2 separate regions of the Pan troglodytes genome follow, and region 1 is linked to region 2. The links are chromatin contacts, called in public HiChIP or PLAC-seq maps. All regions are on one chromosome and are shown on one strand. The core of a region is the stretch at or near the end of the contact, and the rest is flanking DNA. Distances in the headings are between cores, read along the strand shown.

Region 1 (3,002 bases), core at 189-2,688, 570 kb before region 2:
CAAATGCTCAAAACCACCCTTCCACATGGAGCAAGAATAAAATAGCATCTGGTTACCCTTCCCAAGGTGATCTATCTGCCTTTTCCCGCTTAGGATCTCATCGATCGCTTAGGAGTTAGACACGGTGGGTTAAGGGGTGGTGAAGAGACGGCGGGAACAAGCACTTGGTAGCTCAGAAGGCTAGGGCGGGAGCCAGGTCTTTGGACTGAAACCACTCCCACCCTCCCCCTTCAGCAGCTCCCCTTCCCCTTCTCGAGACATCTGCCCCACTAAACGAGCTGAGAGGATGGACCCAACCAGAAGTAGTCTGCAGGTGGGCACTCCAAGCGGGGAGCCGAGGCGCCCAGCACGCAGAGTCCGGGGACCCGCTGGAGGGTGGGCGGAGGCGGACGGCCCAGCCCACAAGGAAGAGGCGGGTAGTGCGTCTTTCCCTACCCCTCAACCTCCGACGGGGCCCGGAGCGGACGCTGAGGCGGACACACCTCTGTCTCACTTTACCCCAGGGCAAAATTCGAGTAATTTCAGGGAGTAGAGGGCAAAGCATAGCGCCGGGTCAGGCCTGCACCCTCCCCGCTACAGCTCACCGTAAACCGCGTCCGCGCTTCGGGCAAACTGAAGAGCGGCGGCGTCGGAGACATCTTCTCGGCTGCGCGTGCCCGCCACTGCGCTGCGGCGCCTGCCGATGACGTCAAGCCAGGAGCAACGAGACTGCGGTCTCTGAGCCCGGCTAGAGTGGCCTGTGAACACCGGTCAGGCGAGCTGGCAGTTGGGAGTTTCCCTAGCGACTCAGTTCGGGTGGGCGTTGGGCGCCTGAGTCAGCCAAACAGCCTAGTCGGGGTTCTTGGGTAGCCTTTGGGGTGAGGGGACTTGGGCGGCCTTGGTCTGTAAGCTCTGCGCTCCCGGGCGTGGAAGAGACTGGCCGCGCACATGCGTTTCTGTGGTTTTCCTGGTTTGGGGAAAGCGGGTAAATGGTGGCTGGTTGCGGCTAACTGGGCCGCGCTAAAAGGTAACCCAAGGCAGGTGGATTACCTGGGGAAACAGCTGGAGCAGTGGTCCTGGCCGCCAGTCCGCGGTCATCCCGGGAGCTTAAGATTCGGAGTGGTGATAGGCTCCGGATGTATGAGCCCTGTGGCTCAAGGGCACTGTTCTCTCTGCTCCGAAATAGAAATAATACCTGTCTCACAGAGCTGTTGAAAAGCTCCACTGAAATAATGACCGCAAGTGTGAATTGTAAAGCAATGTAAGTAGTATTTATTATTAAAAGGTCTCTACTGAAAGAAAAGATCTAGGAGGAATGCAGTGCCCGGCGCTGATTGGAAAACGGGTGGCGCTGCGTCCTGGGCCGAGGCTTCCCTAGCAAAAACCTTGTCTCCCTCGCCATTTCGTCCCTTGCCTGCCTTCCCAGGAGAGACGTGGCCAATAGAAGCCGAGTGGCAGTAACTCTAAGTTGGAGTTACACGGTGGAGAAGGAAGCACTGACTCAGACTCGGGTAACTTCCTCTTATTCCCTCACACGTGTATCTTGTTCCCTTCTTCGAAGTCTGTAAATTTAAAATCCTAAGCCCCCCAACAACTGAACAGACCCCCTTGGGGCTAAGGGGACACCAGAAAAATCTTAACAACTGAGTTCCCAGTCATAACGGCATGGGAGGTCAGACGGACCTGGTTATACCCTCTCCCTTTTGTGATTTAGAGGAGATAGGTGACTGGCCATAAAGTTAAAATAGAGGCCAGGCGCGGTGGCTTACGCCTGTAATCCCAGCACTTTGGGACGCCGAAGCAGGTGGGTCACCTGAGGTCAGGAGTGGATCACCTGAGGTATGGCAAACATGGTGAAACGCTGTCTCTACTAAAAATACAAAAATTAGCCGGGCGTGGTGGCACGCACCTGTAATCCCAGCTACTCGGGAGGCCGAGGCAGGAGAATCGTTTGAACCCGGCAGGCGGAGGTTGCAGTGAGCAGAGATCGTGCCATTGCACTCCAGCCTGGGCGACAAGAGTGAAACTCTGTTTCAAAAAAAAAACGGAGATGATAGGACTGACGGAATTGACTCCATGGCAATAAGATACCAAAGTATAAACAGGACCTAAGCCCATGCCAAGCAAGGGTTAAAAGTCATGCATCCCTACGCTTAAAAAATAAACTATGTTCTCACTATGCTTCAAGGTTTTTCTTTAGCAGCTAAACAAGCGCTGGCCTCACAGTATTAAAACAATTTGCAGTTCATCGACCACCAGACACTAACAACCCTCTCCCACCAGCCGTAACTACAGCTTTTATTGATTTCAGTTACTTTCTCCTGATAAGAAGGTCACTGACCATGGACTTGTTCTGGCCAATTTATAGTGACTGCATGCTTATGTAACTTCCTGTCCTGAAAAGACGTTTTGATGGATAGGACCTAACTGTAAATACATTTAAATGTTAAGTCTCCACCCCAAAGTGAACATGGGTTGTCTGTTAAACATGCATATTTGTTTAATATGCGTGTGTCAAGACCACCTTCATGAATATTCATAGCCGCTCCTCTAACTTGTTGAATATGTATGTTTAGCCAACCAGTTAAGCATAAAGTTCCTACTCCAACTCCTCCTCTGAAGTGTCTGTATGTGGTCTTGGCTGGAGGCATGCTTCCCAGCCTGCAGAATGGCCACCTTGCAGGCTGTAACTCCTTATAAGAAACAAAGTCTCTCCTTTTCTAAATCTATAGATCTTACGATTTTTTAGTTAACATACACAATAAGAATACAGGAAGCTAAGGAAAAGATAACTGCAGAATCTTACTCCTAAGTGGGAATTGTGAACAATAATGACTACCTGAAACGTTACAGGCTTTTTAAGAATCAGCAAGATCATTCAGGTTTGGTTGTATACATTAAATTTACAAATTGGCAAAATAAAAATGATTTAATTCAGAATTATACTTTGTTTATCTGATACTAATTGTTGTAATAGGATTATCATATTACAGATGACTATTAACCATCTGGAACAGAACTAA
Region 2 (2,700 bases), core at 189-2,688:
AGAGCTTCCTGTATAGCTTGATGTTTGGAACATCTGGTCACCTCTTACAATAACAAAACCTTAGAAATTTCAAGCTTTCTCAAGTGGCCAGGTTAGAATGAGTGTGAATTCCATGGCCAAACCGTCATTGCCAGAAGACAGGAATATCTAAAGAAAGAAAAATTCAGATAGAAACTGACTCTTAACACTGAGAACACCCCCACTAGTTTTTTGATGTAAGTAGTCCTATTTGTCAATGTATATACGCTTTATTTTTGGAATACAGTATTGGCTTTGTATTAAAGTGTTAAGTCTACTTTAATTCAATTATCTCAAAGGGCTAAGGTTAATCAACAGATTTACAAAGAAAGCAATTGTTTTCAAAGCTTATGATTTTCACTACCCATTTTTCTGGTGTATTAATTTTTGCTAGAGTCCATACCTTGTTTCATTTGCAATATTGGCCGAAATTTTCCACAACTCAATTGTGCCCTCTAGTGTTTATTAGCATTTAGTGACGGCCACTTTGGAGGTTTTGTTTGTTTGTTTGTTTGTTTGAGACACAGTCTCGCTCTGTTGCCCAGGCTGGAGTGCCGTAGCATGATCTCGGCTCACTGCAACCTCCATCTCCCGGGTTCAAGTGATTCTCCTGCCTCAGCCTCCCAAGTAGGTGGGATTACAGGTGCCCGCCACCACGCCCAGTTAATTTTTGTATTTTTAGTAGAGATGGGGTTTCACTGTGTTGGTCAGGCTGGTCTCGAACTCCTGACCTCGTGATCTGCCTGCCTCAGCCTCTCAAAGTGCTGGGATTACAGGCTTAAGCCACTGCGCCCAGCCCAATCCCAGGTCTTCAGACAAGGTAAACTCATTGTCAAGCAGAAAATGTTTAAATTCACCTATAGCCTGGAAGCCCCAGCTTTGAGCTGTCCCACCTTTCTGGACCAATCCCATGTATTTATTAAATGTATTTGATTGATGTCTCATGCCCCTCTAAAATGTATAAAACCAAGCTGCACCCCGACCACCTTGGGCACATGTTCTCAGGACCTCCTGAGGGCTGTCTCATGGGCCATGGTCACTCATATTTGGCTCAGAATAAACCTCTTCACATATTTTAGAAAGTTCGACTCTTTCTGTCGACAATAGGGAGGTGCTGTAGGATGTTAGGCACACTATTACCAGCTTCGCCAAGTTTTTGAAAGTTTTTATTATAATTCTATTGCTAATAGTGTGGTTAACCTCCATATAATAATACAGTAGTCCCTCCTTGTCTGTGAAGAATACATTCTGAGATCCCCAGTGGATGCCTGAAATCGCTACAGTACCAAACTCTATAGATTCTGCGGTTTTTTGTAGATATAGACACACACATATCCCTATGATAAAAGTTAATTTATAAATGAGGCACAGAAGAGATCAACAACAATAACTAATGATAAATCGAACAATTTTAACAATATGCCAGCATCCCTACCCTTGTGCTTTGATGCCATCAGTAAGTCAAAGAAAGCTTACGTCAGGGAAGTGGCTCCTGTAAGGGCGCAAAGCAGCGTGGCAGGGGTCCGAGCTGGGGTTCTGTCTCCGCTGGGCTGCCGCCCCAGCTGGACTACCGCCAGGGAACTCAGCGCCAATTACCTCCAGGAGAAGCTGCAGCGGGACCTGGAGGCGGAGCATGTGGAGGTGGAGGACACGACCTTCAACCGTTGCGCCTGTAGCTTCCGAGTCCTGGTGGTGTCAGCCAAGTTCGAGGGGAAGCCGCTGCTTCAGAGACACCAGCTGGTGAATGCGTGCCTAGCAGAAGAGCTCCCACACATCCATGCCTTTGAACAGAAAACCCTGACCCCAGAGCAGTGGGCCCGTGAGCAGCAGAAATGAGGGACTGGAACCTGCACAGCCATTACATTATAAATCTGGACCAAAAAACAAAAAACAAAAAACCTTACGTGAGCACACACTCTTCAATACCGTGACAGTTGATCTGATAACTGGGCCAGCTACTAAGTGAGTGATGGGCAGGTAGTGTAGATGGCATGGAGACACTGGACAAAGGGATGATTCATAACCAGCCCCAAGCAGGATGAAACAGGACAGCGAGAGATTTCATCCTGGTTATCAGAACAGCGCGGGAAACTTATTAATTGTTTATTTCTGGAATTTTTCTTTCTTTCTTTTTTTTGAGACGGAGCCTTGCTCTGTTGCCCAGGCTGGAGTGCAATGGTGTGATCTTGGCTCACTGCAACCTCTGCCTCCCAGGTTCAAGTGATTCTCTTGCCTCAGCCTCCCGAGTAGCTGGTATTACAGGCACCTGCTACCACACCCAGCTAATTTTTGGTATTTTTTGGTAGAGACGGGGTTTCACCATGTTGGCCAGGCTGGTCTTGAACTTCTGATCTCAGGTGATCCACCTGCCTCAGCCTCCCAAAGTGCTGGGATTACAGGCATGAGCCACTGCGCCTGGCCAGAAGGCTGTATTTTGTATGACTGTATTTATATGACATTCTGGAAAAGAGAAAACTATAGCTATTAGGCACTGTTCTAAGTACTAGACAGACAATACGTGATGATGCTAGTCTTTGAAATAGAAAACACAGGAGAAAAAGCAGGATAGCAAAGGGGGAAATGATTACTTGAGTGTTGGGCATGTTGGGTTTGAGGTGTCTGAGGGAAAGCCAGTGGAAGTGTCAATGGGAGGCAGAACTCAGGAGCACTGCCAGGGCTGGA

What was found. HiChIP or PLAC-seq counts read pairs in DNA pulled down with a chosen protein or histone mark.
Region 1: an H3K4me3 HiChIP or PLAC-seq map of stem cell-derived excitatory neurons shows a contact between it and region 2, with 10 times the contacts expected there. The contact joins the promoter of THOC1 here to the promoter of LOC742418 in region 2. A contact is called at or near these places in 1 of 7 Hi-C or Micro-C datasets (induced pluripotent stem cells) and 1 of 1 datasets of contacts at active chromatin or transcription factors (stem cell-derived excitatory neurons).

The regions. Positions count from the first base shown.
Region 1 is chr17:30,653,281-30,656,282 of NHGRI_mPanTro3-v2.0_pri, reverse strand. THOC1 (THO complex subunit 1) reads right to left here and starts at 1,438. Exons shown (of 21, transcript XM_512049.9): 1 at 585-1,438. The coding sequence starts at 638.
Region 2 is chr17:30,086,973-30,089,672 of NHGRI_mPanTro3-v2.0_pri, reverse strand. It overlaps LOC742418 (bolA-like protein 2), which reads left to right and starts at 1,438. Exons shown (of 1, transcript XM_054671912.2): 1 at 1,438-1,914. The coding sequence starts at 1,438. The coding sequence ends at 1,854.